Linked DNA regions of Mus musculus: regions 2, 3 and 4 are each linked to region 1. The links are chromatin contacts, called in public Hi-C and HiCAR-type maps. All regions are on one chromosome and are shown on one strand. Each heading gives the region's core, a stretch centred on a gene start, on an enhancer-like site or on the middle of the called end of the contact. The rest is flanking DNA. Distances are from core to core; before and after follow the strand shown. Region 1 overlaps Nectin1 (nectin cell adhesion molecule 1). Region 2 has its middle 28 kb from the start of Gm36855. Region 3 has its middle 22 kb from the start of Gm29909. Region 4 has its middle 8.3 kb from the start of Gm30373.

Region 1 (3,563 bases), core at 447-2,946:
GTGAAGTAGGGCCGTTTGGCGTCCTCGTCATATTTGGGGTGGGGGCCGCCCACCTTACGTTCGCCTCCTCCACCGCCCTCCTCCTCCTCTTCCTCCTCATAGCTGCTCCCGCCCAATGGGCCGGCCTTCTTTTCATCATCCGAGTCATCCGGGTACTGCAGGTTCTGTGCCATGGGCGGGTGATGCTGCGGGATGCCTGCCTTGCTGTAGCCGTTGCCGTACACGTGCTTCTTGGTGCTGTAGTCACCCTTGAAGGTGTGCCGGCGCCTGCGCAGGGCCACTATGATCCCTCCGACCACAATCAGCACCAGCAGGACACTCCCTGCCACGCCCCCAATGATGGCTGTGGGCATCTGCCCGGCGCGCCGCCCGTGTTCAGGAGTCGGGGTGTAGGGGAATTCTGGGTGAGGAAAAGAGATGGAGGGGGTTGTGTCAGTGTCTGCTCTTCAGAAGTCAGCGGGGGTGTAGGGAGGCAGGGGAGGGAAAAGCCCAGGACAGGATGTCCACACCCCGAGTTTGAGCAGTTCTGATTCCAGAGGCCCCTTAGCACCCCACCTTCCTGAGGTCAGCTGCAGCACTGGGAGCCAGGCAGGCGAGAGGAGCAGAGGCAGCTGATGTACCCAGAGCGCCCAGCCTTCCATCCTGACCATCCCTGGAGGTGGCATTAGTTCTGTCCTATCCCACCTTGGTGCAGAGGCACATCTACATGCACCCAACTGTGTGTCCCTCACGGTCACTACCCTCCAAGGAGGTCTGCTGTTCATTTCTATTCAATGCAGGAGATGGCTAGCGAGGTTAACTTACCCAAAGGCCCAATTAGAAATCATCCTGCCTTTTTTTTTTTTTTTTTCATATCAACCCTATGCAAGTGCCACCAGTGTCCCTTTGCCTGACATGTAGAAGTGACTGACCCAACACCAGGAACCTAGTAGGTAATCCAGACTAATTCCTTTTGTCTTCAGGACAGATAGAAAGTAGATTCCCAAGTTTTGGCTCAGCCGACGTCCTGTGAGTGCCAACTGCCTATCAGTGTGCTACAAACAAGCGCTGTGACTTTTTGGTTGTGGTATGGCCCTGCAGGGCAAGGTAGAGACCTGTTGGGATTGCTAGCTTGGGCTACAGGGTTGAAACACCCAAAGTGACAGATGGTAGGCACAGAGCAGGGACAGGCAGAAAGGGGATACAGAGGACTACATGTGTATCACACATCAGGAGCATACATATGTGAGAGCATGTTCCATGTCCCACAGGTTTTGCCAGGCACAAATGTATGCGGAAGGATATGCAGATAGTGTGGACGGTCTGAGCCAGGCATAATGGCTCATACTTGTAACTTCAGGATGTGAGAGACTAAGATAGGGGGGTTGCAATAAGTTCAAGGGAAGTCTGGGCTATAGATCAAGACTGTCTAAAAAAAAAAAAAAGAAAAAAATATAAAGGAAAAATGAAAAGTCAATAATGCAGAGTGGAAATTAAAAGGCAATAAAGGCAGGAAAAGACAAAAAGACCAGAAGAAGATGGAAGGGGGAGGTGGATGGTGGCCTTCTTTTCTACCCTGTTGTCTCTTTTTTCCACCCCCTCTGAGGCCTGGGAGGTGGATGAGTGAATATGAAGTCAGTCCAGGCCAGCCCAGGCCAGAGGCCAAGAGGTCCTAGGGCAGGACACAGGGAGACGGTTCCCAGCACCACCACAGGGTGGCACCGGAGACCATGACTGGCCTCAGGAAGGCGCTGGGGTGTAGACCCAGGGCAAGCATGGAAGGAAGGCTGCTGTCCAGGCCTCTTCCCGGTCTGGCCCAGGAGGGCCAGGGTCAAGGAACTGTCTGGGCCCATGTGTCTGCTCCTGGGAGCCTGCTGCAGCCAGCTCACTCCCTGATTCAGCATCACTCACTCCATTGGAATCACACGCCTCCCATGGGCCCCATGTGAGTGTGTGGGGTGCTACTGGCAAGCAGGCAGGAGCAGGGCGGAGGTCCTGGATGGGGGAAGAGGTTTTCATGTTGCTCAGGCTGGGAGGGCTAGTGAAAACACAGGAGCCTCAAAAGGGGACAGGGTCCGGGACACTTGCCTGAGGTCACATGGCTGAGCTGTGGCCGCCCAGAAGCTCCTGAGCCTGGAGCTGTCTGAGAGAAGCACAAGCCCAGAGGATTTGGGTCCCCACTAGTCACCACTGTGTCCTCAGTGCAGGTCACAGAGTTTACTGAGAGAGTTTAAGTGTTTACTGAGAGCTGTTTTGACTGCTTCTCTTGCAACCCTCTCTGGGAGCTCATCATGGTTTACTGGGTCCCACTGTCCTTAGAAAGGAAATCTGTGTTCTCAGCCTGCCTCCCCAGCTCCAGGCCTCAGATAAAGTCCTCCTCTCCATCTGCCTCCGTGTCTTTCTTTGCTTGGTTGGTTTGAAACAAGGTCTCATTAACCCATGTTGGCTTTGAACTTATGACCTTCCTAGCTCAGCCTCCTGAGCGTTGAGGTTCTGAGCCACACTCCTGGCCAATCTTCACCTGTCTACTTCCTTATTCAGTTAGCAAATATCCACCGACTATTTTTTCTCTCTAGTCATAGCATTGCTATAGAGCCAAAGGAATGCCTGGGATCACTGCAGCAAGCAGACATGGAAGGAGCTGACAGTGAAGTGCTCAGGGAATAAGAGAATAAGAACATTGAGGCACGCAATTCACAAAGGTTTCTTGGAGGCTAGACTTTGTCCAGCCTTGAAGGATGATGGTGTGGGCTCAGAGAGGCTAAGACAATAATCGAGGCATCTAGATGGAAGGACCAGCCTGCTGCATCTGAACTGCTATGCTCCCCTCGCCTGCAGAGGTGAGGAGCCCTGAGTCCTTGGCTTTTCCTTTCAATGCTCTGTAACCACCTGCACTGTGAGCTTTCTCCGCTGTCCCTGCGGAGGCTTTATCTTTGGACCTACGGGCCTTGCTGTCTCTGCTCAGGACAGAACTCAGCTCCATTCTGTGACTCAACTGAGATCCTCCTGGCTTCTCAAGCCACCTCAAGTACACAGCTCCCACTCAGCCACAGAACTGTTATCTCTGAAGGTGTCTGGGATAGTTTTCCAAACTGTACTTCCTGGAACCTTGAGCCGTTACTCAGAGGTCAGCAAAAACAGCTGGACAAACACTTTGAGAAACATTGGCTTAGATGACACACTGGAGCCCTTCACCTTCCCCCATACCCTGGAGTATGACATACACACACAGGATGGAGGGTTTCCCAGCTTCCAGAAGACAGGACCATCCCGGAGAACTAACAGTTAGATTATAGAGTCAAGAAACCTCTGGGACTGCCAACTCAAAATTCCCACCTGTTCTAACATGGCTAGCTGTCCTTTCTCATTCTCTCTATTTACCGGGCTTCCCCTGGGCTCCCACGACCACCACCATTTGTTCACTCTGAGTTCCTCTCTGGGTTTTGTTGTGGTAGAACATTTGTGGGCCTCTCACCTTTACTGAGTCTCTACTCTTGGTTGCCCCACCCAGTCAGCAGATTAATTCCCATTGGAAAGACATGACCACTCTGTCTCAAAGACCAGCAGTGAGTCCCCATTGCCTG
Region 2 (3,563 bases), core at 535-3,034, 250 kb after region 1:
AGTTGAACCAACTAGCCACTGGGAACAGTCACAGAGAAGGCAGAGGCAGTGGAGGCCTGTGCATGGTGGTAGGTTGGTCCAAGGTTGGTAAGCTATGCTTACCATGGGAAGTGCTCAAGTAGAGAAGGCTAACTCTCCAGGCCAAAGGAGCAGCTAGAAGCAATACAAGGGTCCTGCCTGGAAACAATCAGTACCATGAGCCTGGCTGTGGTCAGGGGTCTGCACAGAGCGATAGGTCATGGACCATCTTACTAGCAAATGCCTCAAAGCTTAGACATCATTCTTTAGGGAAGTAGTGAAAGGTTTTAACTGGGGGCATACTGTCAGTAAATCTGCATTTGGGCAAGGTACACTCAGAGGATGGGTAGACCATGGGTTGTCAGGGAGCACAGGAAGTGGGAAGACCACCAGGACTCTTCAACAGGCCTTAATGTCGCATTGGGATACGGAGGTGAAGCTCAGAAGTTCCTAGAGGAGCATTGAACAGGATGGACAGATGGGCCGGGGGCAAGGGCTCAGAGGGGGAGGCATAAGGCTAGCCCTCGGGACTCCAGCTTGAGAGGAGTGGCTGGTGGAGAGCTGAGGAACCCCACTTTAGCTGGCTCAGGTTTGAACCCCTTCTGCCCAGGATCTGATTCCCAACATAGTTATGCAGGCCAGCATGCTCCTGCACTCAGAGCTATCCAGGCTAACGTCCCTACAACCATGGTGAGGACTGGTCCACCACACTAAGACTCACGTAAGTCTCCTACTCAGCTCAACTTCCACCAGCAGGCCTGGAAGCTGCAACGGAGTTTCAAGAAAACCTCATTTTCCTCTTGGAAAGCAGCCTTTGCAAACAGAGCAGTGCTTAACGGAGAAGATATTTAGATCTGTGTATCACTTGTAAGGTGCGTAGCTCCCCGTGGTGACATTTTAATGGCCAGGGGCATGGGGAGGAAGGTAAATATTCTTTACCTTTGTTGCAGCCCGGGAATTCTCCTCATTTGTCAGCTATGATTAGCTGCTACCCTTCTGGTCCCATTGTTATTCAGGTCCCTGCTTGTCACAGTCACACCCCTTCGGATGCTCATGTCTTGCTTTCTCTCCAGCTCTCTCTCCCTCTGGTGGCACCCTGACTGGCTAGTAATTTATGTATGACAATATGAGACTAATTCGGTTATTATGTCAAAGGGAAATTGAATCTGGGGTTTTAGTGCCGCATCTGGGAGAAATCTTCCAATGAATCTAGAGTGGAGAAAAAAAGCCTCAGACTTCGATTCATCCGCTTGTCACCCTGTCGGCAAGATTAAGTCATTATAGAGGGCTAAGCTGGGCCAGAAATGGGACTGTAGAGGAAGGAGATAAAGGGAATGAGAAAGGGATGGGAGCAGGAACAGAGGGAAGAGAACCAGGGCAAGACTGGATCCGTGATGGGGAGCCTGGCAGGATGAAGGGCTCTGTGCCACTCTGCTCCTGGGACTCTCATGTTTATCCACAAGGCGGTCTGAGCAGTGTGACAGCTAAGGGACAGATGGACAGGGAGGAAGTTCAGTGGGAGGACATTTATGCAAACAGTAGCATGTCTCTGCTCCTGGGTGTCTTAAACACTGTGTGAGTTAAATCTGGCTTCCCAGTCCAACGTGGGATTGGAGGATTCTGTTGGCTGCCAAGTGAAACCGTGATATCTTTTCTTGGTAACTGGGCTTGGGCAAGGGGCTCTCAGGCTTCATACAGCAGCTGTGCTTAGGGTCATAAAGTCTGGAAAAGTCCTGGTGTAGGAGGAAACACCCTAATCTAAAAATTACCGCTGGCATTTACTCTGGTCAGGAAAGATGAGAGGGATTGCCTAAGTTGGTAGGAATGGAATAGGAGAGGACTTGACTCTCACGGTCTCTTAAAATATTTTATTAGACTGTTCTTTCCTTCAAGACACCCCAAATCTGCTTAATATGCCCAGTTCTTAATCGGACGAATCAATGATAGTTGTGTTCCATCCTCCTGCTCTGTGAAACAGGCTTCCTTCCCCCACCCCCTTATCCTCACAGGTCTCTCATTCTTGACACACACATTCTCCAAGACCCTTTCTTATCTGTGGGACCTTCCTTCCCCACAGGAAAGGCAGTGGGGGTTGGCAAGAGCGTTGCTGCATTTCTACCAAGACTTGGAGCTGCCCTATTAGTTTCTTTTTGGTCATTTTGGTGCCTGGCTTTGAGTGTTTTTCTGAACCCCAGTTTTTGCTTCTCATAAACTAGGACCACCCACTCACATGGGGAAACTGAATCGCATGGTTACCATAACTACAAGTTTCCCTTCCAGCCACAGGGGCATCATTCTTGCTTCCAAGAAACCATTAGCCGAGATCCTTCCTGCCCTGTGAGAAGATGATGAGGGTCATTTTGGCCATGCCCCTGCATCCAGGCAATATTCCAAGCACAGGAACAGAACAGGAACGAATTGAGCCTCTCTCTACCAATTTTCCTCCTCTTTCCTGGTTTCCCACAAAAAAATGAAACAACAACAACAACAACAAAAAAACTTCTTCTTCTTCTTTTTTTTTTTTTTTTTTTTTTTTTTAGAAAAAGGAGGACGTTCAAATGGGAACGAAAGAGTTCAAAATAACCCTCGGTTCTTAAATCACGTCAATTTGATTGTTTCTTCCAACACCCACACATCAGCTTTGACCAGACATCCACCTACCAGTACTTATGCAAAGATACTGGCAGCTGATGATAATCCAAGCAGCAGCATCTCAGCTCTCCAAGTGGCTTTGTTACCAACCCCTCTCTGCTCCTTGTGTCCCTGGAGTTGGCTCCTGTTTGAGGAGGGTCCTAATGCCCTCAGAAGGGGCATCAGCTGCTACCGCTCAGCACCTTCACCCCCCCTTACAAGCAAGACAGTGCACACATCTGTCCCACACCCCACCACAGCGGTTAATATTGTGGTGGTTTTGCTCATTTTGGATTGCGTCATCTCAAGGGTGATTATTAATAGATATTCAGAGTCCTGGGTCAGTGATGATAGACAGAGGATCTGGAAAAAGCCAAAGAACAGGGAGCCTTGCTAAGGGGAAGAGAAGGCATCTGTGTGAAGTCTAGGTACACTGTGCTGTACTAATGGTGGGGAAGAAAGTCACAACAGGAGAGAGACCTGCTCTGCAGGCTGCCAGCAGAGTGGACATGGCCAAGCCCCTGAAGAACAACTGACAACCTGCAGGGTTGTGAGGTAAGGAATTGCCTCACCTAATTCAGGTAAGCTGTGGGTTGCCAACTCGCCAAGGGAAAATAGGCCCCAGAAACCCTGCTGATTACAGTCACAACATTTGTTCCCAGGCACTGTGGGATCCCCACGTTATCAGGGTCATTATCAGGGGTCATTTCATTCATCCACCTGCCTCTGAGCACAGTTGCAGATAAAGAAGTCTGAAGAGCCAGTTTCAAGGGACAAGTGCTCTTTCTTCTAGAGTTCTCTGCACAAGAACAAGGACCATTTCCTACAGTCAAATGCTACAGTGCTGGCAGCCCCGGCCCCAGCCCCTGCTCTGGAAACCCTCCCTAGAGTGTCGTCCTGCAGATTAACCAGAA
Region 3 (3,563 bases), core at 383-2,882, 220 kb after region 1:
GTGTTAGGAATCCCAGGGGTAAGGGGAGAGGTTGAGGCACAGAGAGGTTGATGGGAAGAACGAGTGCCTGGGACTTTTGTTCAGCAATGGGTTCTTGTATGTACACATATGTGCATATGTATCCGCACACATCTGAACACACCCAGGGGTGGCGGGGAACCTGGGGAAATGGTTCAATCAGTAAACTGCTTCCCTTGTAAGTACCAGGACCTTATTCTGGTCCCCAGAACCCACGTAAACAATCCAGTTGTGGTGGCACACACTTGTGGTCCCAGACTGGAGAGGCAGAAATGGATAGAGCCTAGGGGCTGACCCTAGCCTGGTCTAATCCACAAGCTCCAGGCCAAAGAGAGGCCTTATGTCAACAAGCAATGTGAATAGATCCTGGAAAACAGCACCTGAAGTTGTCCTCTGGTCTCCAAACACATGCAGACACAGGTGCCCTGCACACACCTGAGCATACACACAAGGACTGGGTTCTGTGTGTCTGTCAAGATGCTGTCCTTGTGTGAAGATCGGGGAGGTTTCACAGGGACTCTTGGCATTTGTGAACATTCACGCCTGGTTCTTAGTCCTCAGTCCTCTCACTAATGCCCTTCATCTCTGTCTCCATCCTTACTTCTCTGCTTATGCCTCTTAGATGTGTTCATTATTATTTCATACCCTGAGACTTAATTAATACTTTCCCCCCTTTATCTTATGTTCTTATCTGCAGAAAAAAAGTTTTTTTTTTTTTTTGCTTATTTCCCTAAACTAAATTCAGATGTCCCTTTCTCTGGTGGATTTTCTTACTGTCTCCCACACTGTCCCTCCTCCTCTTGTTCTATACAGTGTAGGAAGGTAGTACTTAAGCTAGCTAGCCTGTGAAGGAGCCAGGCTCAGTCTTCACTGGGCCACTAGGGACTGACTGCCACAGCACTTAGCACACAGCAGGTGCCTACTGAATGGGTGACGTCATGGATGACTATTGCTTTTACAGTTGGTCACTCTAGGAAGAGGAAATGCTTTGGTTCACTGTTTCCAAGTCTCACACCATGGTCTATTATCATAGAACGTATACCTTAAGTTCTTGGGGGGTCTGGTCCATGTAGGGTGTAGGGCACGTTGTAGCAGGGATACAGGGAAGTGGAGACTATTTTACCTTATACCCGGGAATCTGAAAAAAGAGAAAGGGAAGAGACATGTCATAATCCCTCCAGAGAGTACTCCTAATGACCTCAAGCTTCCCGTTAGGCCCTACCCCTAAAAGGCTCCAGCACTGCTTAGGAGTACCAGGCTGGGACCCTGGAGGGGAACTTCTCAGAGCAGACCACAGCATCCCACGCCCCAGGTTTGGGGAACAGCGTGGATGCTGTCCAGCCTGTCCCCTCCCCTACGTTTACTCAGAGTTGTCACACCATGGGTCCTGGTTTTCTCCTGAAAATTGTGGTCAGTGCAGAAAGAGTACAGTAGCTAACGGTGTCAGGTGTTTGGACCCCTAGGGAAAGCAGTAATAAGGCTCTGAGGGTTTCTGAAAATGTCTGAAATAGCCCTGAGGAAATTGTACTGTCATCTGCGCCCAGGCTACACCGCTGAACTAAAGCACCGTCTTTCTCTGCTTTTAAGCTAGGATCGTGTCAGCTCAGCAGCGTGCCAGCGGTGGTTAGCTCACTGGTTGGGAGCTAAGATTGGCTGTGGATGAGATCATAGGAGTCCCCAGGGGTTGTGGAAGGAAAAACAATACCAGGGATCCTGGGAAGTTAAGAGCTTGCAACCCCATCCTCCAGTGGGAAAGAACACTAGGTTTGAATTTAGGGGATGAGAGAGGCAGCATGGTTGTAGCTCAGCAAGCCACCAGGTTGGTGGCTCTGGGTCCCAGAGGCCCCTCCTGGAAGGTGACAACCACCATTATCTTCCCTAAGGATCACATGTAGCAAAGGTTTTTCTCTTGGGGCTAGGGAGGTGGCTCAGCTGGTAAAAGCATTAGTTGCACAAGTCTAAGGATCTGAGTTCAAATCCCGAGCATCCACATTAGAAGTTAAGTGTGGCCCAGTGAGCGGAACTGTTACCCAGGTGTTGTGAGGGGCAGAGTCAGGATGGCTGGGGCTTGCTGCCTGCCAGCTTAGTTTCAAGTGTGCTGTCTCAAGAAAATAAGGTAGGGAGTAATAAGTCAAGACACCAGATGTCCTCCTATGTGTGTGCACAGAGACATACCTTCACATCACACACATACATACCCCCACACTCACACATGCACATGAGTACTTGCACACACACATGTGCTCACTCTCTCTCACACAAACATACACATGTGCACATACACACACACATCCCCACACATAGTCATGTGCACTTGCACTTACACTCACACACATATACATGTGCACATGCACGCGCGCGCACACACACACACACACACACACACACACACACACACACACATCCCACCCCACATGCACACATGAATACACATACAGAATACGTTTCCCAGAGGGTAAAATGTCAAGTTAGGAGCAGATATCCATCTAGTGTGGAAAGTCACCATAAACAGACGGCGCAGCCAGAAGTGGAAAGAGAGAGTGCATTCAGGGACGCGGAGGCTGCCCTCTGTGGTTAGAGTCTGGGAAAAAAGTAGTAGGTTTGGAGTGCTGGGCATAGAGATAAAGGCAGGCAGGTCCCCTGATGGCCAGAGGCTGAGCAATATAAACTGTGCTTCCCAAACGTACAAGACATGGGCAGAGGAATCAGGAGCTCAGGGCTGGGCTACATAATGAAAAAAGTAAAGGGGGTGAGGGACAAACCCCAAATCACTGTTGATACTCACAAGGAAGGAAGAGACTGGATCTCAGCGCTAGGACCCCCACCAGAGTCTACCCCCGATCTCTTCCAGGGATTGTAGCCTTCAGCCTGAGTTCTGAAGGATGCCTTTGGGGCAGCTTCCTTCCTGTGGAGCTCCCTGGAATTCAAGGTGAGACCAAGTTCTTACTAGGACAATGCCCACAGCGACTGACTGTGTCACTGGATCCAGATTGGGCCATCCTGATGATGAAGAGGAAGGCTGAACTGCATGGAAGCCCCCCAAGTGAATGGGGATCAAGACTAAGCACAGGATGGCAGCTCAGTGCCACCATTTCTGCCACTGACTGTCCTCTGTCATGACTTCTGTTGAAACACTGTGTCTCCGTGTCAGTCAGCTTTCTGTTGCTATGACAAAGACCCAAGACCTCTTTAAAGGAGGGCAGAGTTATTTTGGCTCACGATTTCAAAGATTTGTCTCTGGTCACTTGGAGTTGTCACCTTGGACTTATAATGAAACAACTGGTCATGGTGGGAGCACAGGGCACACCTCATGGTGGTGGAGAGAAACAAGATAAAGGCTGGATGGAGCTGGGTCCCAGCATCCCCTTTGAGAGATGTATCCAGTGACTACCCTCCAGGAGACTCAGCCTTCTGTGAGTCCCTGCTGAGTTCAGCCACTGCTGATCAAATAGGATTGGTTCCTGTTTGTATTGTTTGGTGTCCTTAGTCATTGAGTTTTTTTTTTTTCCTTTGCTTGTCTCCTCTGCTAGCCTGGTAAGGTAACT
Region 4 (3,563 bases), core at 352-2,851, 180 kb before region 1:
TAGATGTGGCCTGCCTGGCACTGTGCCTGTCCCCCTCCTCCTCTGGGGAGGGCCCAGCATGTGCTACCCACTGCGAGGGGTTGAGCACGGCTGCTTGAGTTGAGCTCCCTATCTACTTAATTGTCATCTGGGTCTGCTGTGCCTCAGGGCCTTTGCACAAACCCCTTTCTGACAGTTTCTATCTGATGCTTTACCTTTGAAATCATCTCTTCTGTGAAGCCTTTCCTGATTTACAGTATCTGAGATGAGCAGTGCTGTACACCTGGCTAATAGCTCTTCTTCCCTACTGTGTGTCAAATGCTGTATTATCAAAGTCTGTCCCTTCTTGGCCCTCAATAAATACTTCTAAGAGGATGTCCTAGAGTCTCTCCTAGTCCTACCAGAGGTTACCCCTTCCTGACTCCTCCTTTCCCTCTCTGCATATATATATGTGTGTGTGTATGTACATTTTTGTATATATGTACATATATGTATATCTAAATATATGTATATTTGCACATATACACATATACATATATGTATTGTATATATTTGCACATATATGTATATATGTACATGAACATGCATTAATGCATATGTACACAGGGTGGATGATGCTTTTACAGCTGTGGCATCTGGTCCACGAGCTGCTCATTTGCATCATGTAATAAGGCTTATGTCTAAGTTCATTACAACTGTATTAGGAGGGAAAATTCAGTTCTTCAGTCCCAATAGACACACTTCAGATGCTCAGCATCCATGTGGGCTAGAGATGGTGGGGCCCAGGGGACAGCACAGACACAGAACACTGGTGTCACCCCAGGAAGTTCCATTAGTCAGCACTGTCAAAGAACAAGCTTTGGAAAACATCCTACTCCTGGATTCTTTCCCACTGTGACGAGAAGGAGGAGGAGGAGGAGGAGGAGGAAGAAAAAGAGGAGGAGGAGATCTCCATGTGTCCAGCTCAGGATCTGAGGGATGGGGCATCTGATAACATGCATTGTTGGATGGCTCGATGTATGGTATGTACATGTAGATATGGGTGGATATACATATATATGGTTATATGTATGTATATATGTGTATATAAATGTACAGATGTATGTATATATGTACCCATGTATGAATACTCGTTCCTGATTTCCTGTATTCCTGAAACTCCTATCCATAGATGCCCCAGGTTGGAGCAGCAAGCAGTGTTGCTTCCTAGCTAGTTAGTTTTGTCATTTGTACACAAATTAGAGTCACCCGGGAAGAGGGTAGCTCACCTGAAGAACTGCCTCCATTGGATTGTCCTGCGGGGTGTCTGTTAGGCATTTTCTTAATTTCTAATGGTTACAGGAGGGCCTAGTCCACTGTGAGTGGTCCTTCCCTAGGCTGCTGCTAGGCATGGGCTGTATAGGCCATCACCCCTCTAGATGCTGGCCATCATCCCTCTAGATGCTTGCCATCTGAGGCAGTCTGGAGATGAGAGCAGTGAGTTGGCCCTGCTCCTTGCCAGCTACAGCACTTGGGAGAGTGGCCCTGCCTCTCCACTGGGCTGACTCTGGAGGCAGGGTGTGGGTGAGCTAGCCCGGAGAGCATGAGAGTGGGAGAGCTGAGTCTGCTTCCTACCAATGGCCATGTGGCCCAGCCAGAGCAGTGCTGGGGAACCCTCCCTGGTGGGTGGTGCAGATAAGGGAGAGCTGGTATGCTAACCAGCTTAACTCCCACCCAGGCCCAGATCCAAAATCTACATCATCTGTGAACTGCTGGGGCATGTGGAAGGGCCAGTCCTGCTGATCCAAGGGTGCAGCATCTCCATGACACTGGGCAACAACAGGACGACTGGGAGGAGTCACGGTGAGGGTCTAGTACTGATGGTGTTTCAGAAGCCTCGAACCAGACCAATGACTCATTGCGAGGAGCATTTGCAAGTGAAGATGTGTGGACAGAAGAGTATACTATGGGACACACTGACACACTACAGCTTCCAGGATAAGATGTTTTCTATGCTTTTTTTGGTTAATTTTTTGCTTGTCTGTTTGTGTGGTTTTTATTTGGGGGGGGGTAGGTTTTGAGGGCAGAGGGTGGATGCAAGGGGGAGATGAGTGGGACTGGGGTAGATGATGTGAAAAAGAATCAATAAGCCGGGCGTGGTGGCGCACGCCTTTAATCCCAGCACTTGGGAGGCAGAGGCAGGCGGACTTCTGAGTTCGAGGCCAGCCTGGTCTACAGAGTGAGTTCCAGGACAGCCAGGCTACACAGAGAAACCCTGTCTCGAAAAACAAAAACAAACAAACAAACAAACAAAGAATCAATAAAAAGTTAAAAAAAAAATACAAAGTGAGTTCCAGGACAGCCAGGGCTATAGAGAAACCCTGTCTCAAAAAACCAAAAAAAAAAAAAAAAAAAAAAAAAAAAAAAGTTAAAAAAATAATACACTGGTAAAAGCTATAGAGGAAGATTAAAAAAGAAAGGAAGGAAGAAAGAAAGAGAAAGAAAGAGTGAAAGAGAAAAAGAAGGAAAGGCAGCCCAGCAAGCCAGGGGAGAGAGCCAACAGGCATCCTTGCTCCAGGACTTTACGCAGTTCTGTCTCGGTTTCCCTCTGTAGCTTGCTTTCGGTTAGTGCTTTTTGCAGCAGCAGAGAAGCAAGCTGAACAGCCAGCAAGCTGGCAGGCGAGTGAGTGCCCTTTGCTCTCTACAGGCACTCCTGCTTCTGCAAATGAGCAGAGGGCTGTTCATGGCCTTTGTTTGAAATGTTTGACTTAGGGTGGCGGTCAGGGCACGTGGGGGATGTAAGTGCTTACCGGTCCCTGCTGTTAATGACAGCAGGGCAGCACAGGAGACTCCAAGCTGAGCAGTATCACAGGATGGAGGTAGCCAAGGTGGCTGGCATCAAGGAGCTTTCTCTACAGACCTGAACCCGAGAGGCACTGAGATGCCTGGAGAAGGATGGGGTAGCCTCGAGGCCAGAATCCAGTCCAGGTCAGGGAAGAAAGGAGCTGAGGCAGGCCTAGGGGAATCCCTAGCCCTAGCAAAGCCTTCCTAGCAAGTGGGTCTGGACATCCTGGGCCTGATGCAGAGGAGGTGGGAGCTGAGCAGTGCTCTGTCCATCCCCAGGGGCTGCTCTGCACTCAGTCCTGGTCAACCTTATTCTGCTATGGCTGGCATGGAGGGAAGAGTAACGCCGATGAGGGGAAATCTGCCTGAGTTCACCACATATATTTACTCAGAAGCATGTTTATACAGATGCGCATACCTACACTCCATCACAAACACACCCCTACACACACACACACACACACACACACACACACACACACACACAGGAAAATGTGTACGCATACTCTCACATGCATCCACAGACATATACAGGTGCAAACATACATATCTCCCTCCTAGAACTTTAATGGGTCCTTGGCTAACCTATGTTATTGTTGAAAAGTGGCCTCAAGGAGACTGGATTTGGTCGGGGCCTGTGCTTCAGGTGAGCCACACCAACGTGAAGAGCCAGTGGGCTGGAGTGGGCTTTAAGACTTGGCAATTCTGGGAAGATAAGAAGCCCCCTCACCTGCCATGGACCCAGGGACTGGGAGGAGAGG

Evidence for each region. A called contact is a pair of places that touch in the nucleus more often than the background predicts. HiCAR-type assays count read pairs that join an accessible place to other places.
Region 2: a contact with region 1 is called in a Hi-C map of muscle stem cells, with 3 times the contacts expected there. The contact joins two enhancer-like sites. A contact is called at or near these places in 2 of 15 datasets of contacts at CTCF or cohesin (embryonic stem cells and pro-B cells), 27 of 484 Hi-C or Micro-C datasets (the 63-12 cell line, the AML12 cell line, B cells and 16 more) and 2 of 9 other capture datasets (adipose tissue and embryonic stem cells).
Region 3: a contact with region 1 is called in a HiCAR-type map of fibro-adipogenic progenitors, with 4 times the contacts expected there. The contact joins two enhancer-like sites. A contact is called at or near these places in 1 of 15 datasets of contacts at CTCF or cohesin (embryonic stem cells), 5 of 484 Hi-C or Micro-C datasets (embryonic fibroblasts and embryonic stem cells), 1 of 115 datasets of contacts at active chromatin or transcription factors (fibro-adipogenic progenitors) and 2 of 9 other capture datasets (adipose tissue and embryonic stem cells).
Region 4: a Hi-C map of adipose-derived mesenchymal stem cells shows a contact between it and region 1, with 2.5 times the contacts expected there. The contact joins two enhancer-like sites. A contact is called at or near these places in 1 of 15 datasets of contacts at CTCF or cohesin (the NIH/3T3 cell line) and 16 of 484 Hi-C or Micro-C datasets (the C2C12 cell line, adipose-derived mesenchymal stem cells, cortical neurons and 8 more).

The regions. Positions count from the first base shown.
Region 1 is chr9:43,800,309-43,803,871 of GRCm38.p6, reverse strand. It overlaps Nectin1 (nectin cell adhesion molecule 1), which reads right to left. Exons shown (of 6, transcript NM_021424.3): 6 at 1-400. Among named protein-coding and RNA genes, the nearest start is that of Gm46108, 11 kb to the right of the region's middle. Within about 2 kb of position 1,696, at least 58 of the 459 cell types and tissues checked have an H3K27ac peak or open chromatin away from gene starts, as enhancers often do. A contact at or near this core is called in adipose-derived mesenchymal stem cells, fibro-adipogenic progenitors and muscle stem cells, where this site is marked.
Region 2 is chr9:43,547,047-43,550,609 of GRCm38.p6, reverse strand. No RefSeq gene overlaps it. Among named protein-coding and RNA genes, the nearest start is that of Gm36855, 28 kb to the right of the region's middle. Within about 2 kb of position 1,784, at least 8 of the 459 cell types and tissues checked have an H3K27ac peak or open chromatin away from gene starts, as enhancers often do. A contact at or near this core is called in muscle stem cells, where this site is marked.
Region 3 is chr9:43,583,915-43,587,477 of GRCm38.p6, reverse strand. No RefSeq gene overlaps it. Among named protein-coding and RNA genes, the nearest start is that of Gm29909, 22 kb to the left of the region's middle. Within about 2 kb of position 1,632, at least 16 of the 459 cell types and tissues checked have an H3K27ac peak or open chromatin away from gene starts, as enhancers often do. A contact at or near this core is called in fibro-adipogenic progenitors, where this site is marked.
Region 4 is chr9:43,980,704-43,984,266 of GRCm38.p6, reverse strand. No RefSeq gene overlaps it. Among named protein-coding and RNA genes, the nearest start is that of Gm30373, 8.3 kb to the right of the region's middle. Within about 2 kb of position 1,601, at least 36 of the 459 cell types and tissues checked have an H3K27ac peak or open chromatin away from gene starts, as enhancers often do. A contact at or near this core is called in adipose-derived mesenchymal stem cells and muscle stem cells, where this site is marked.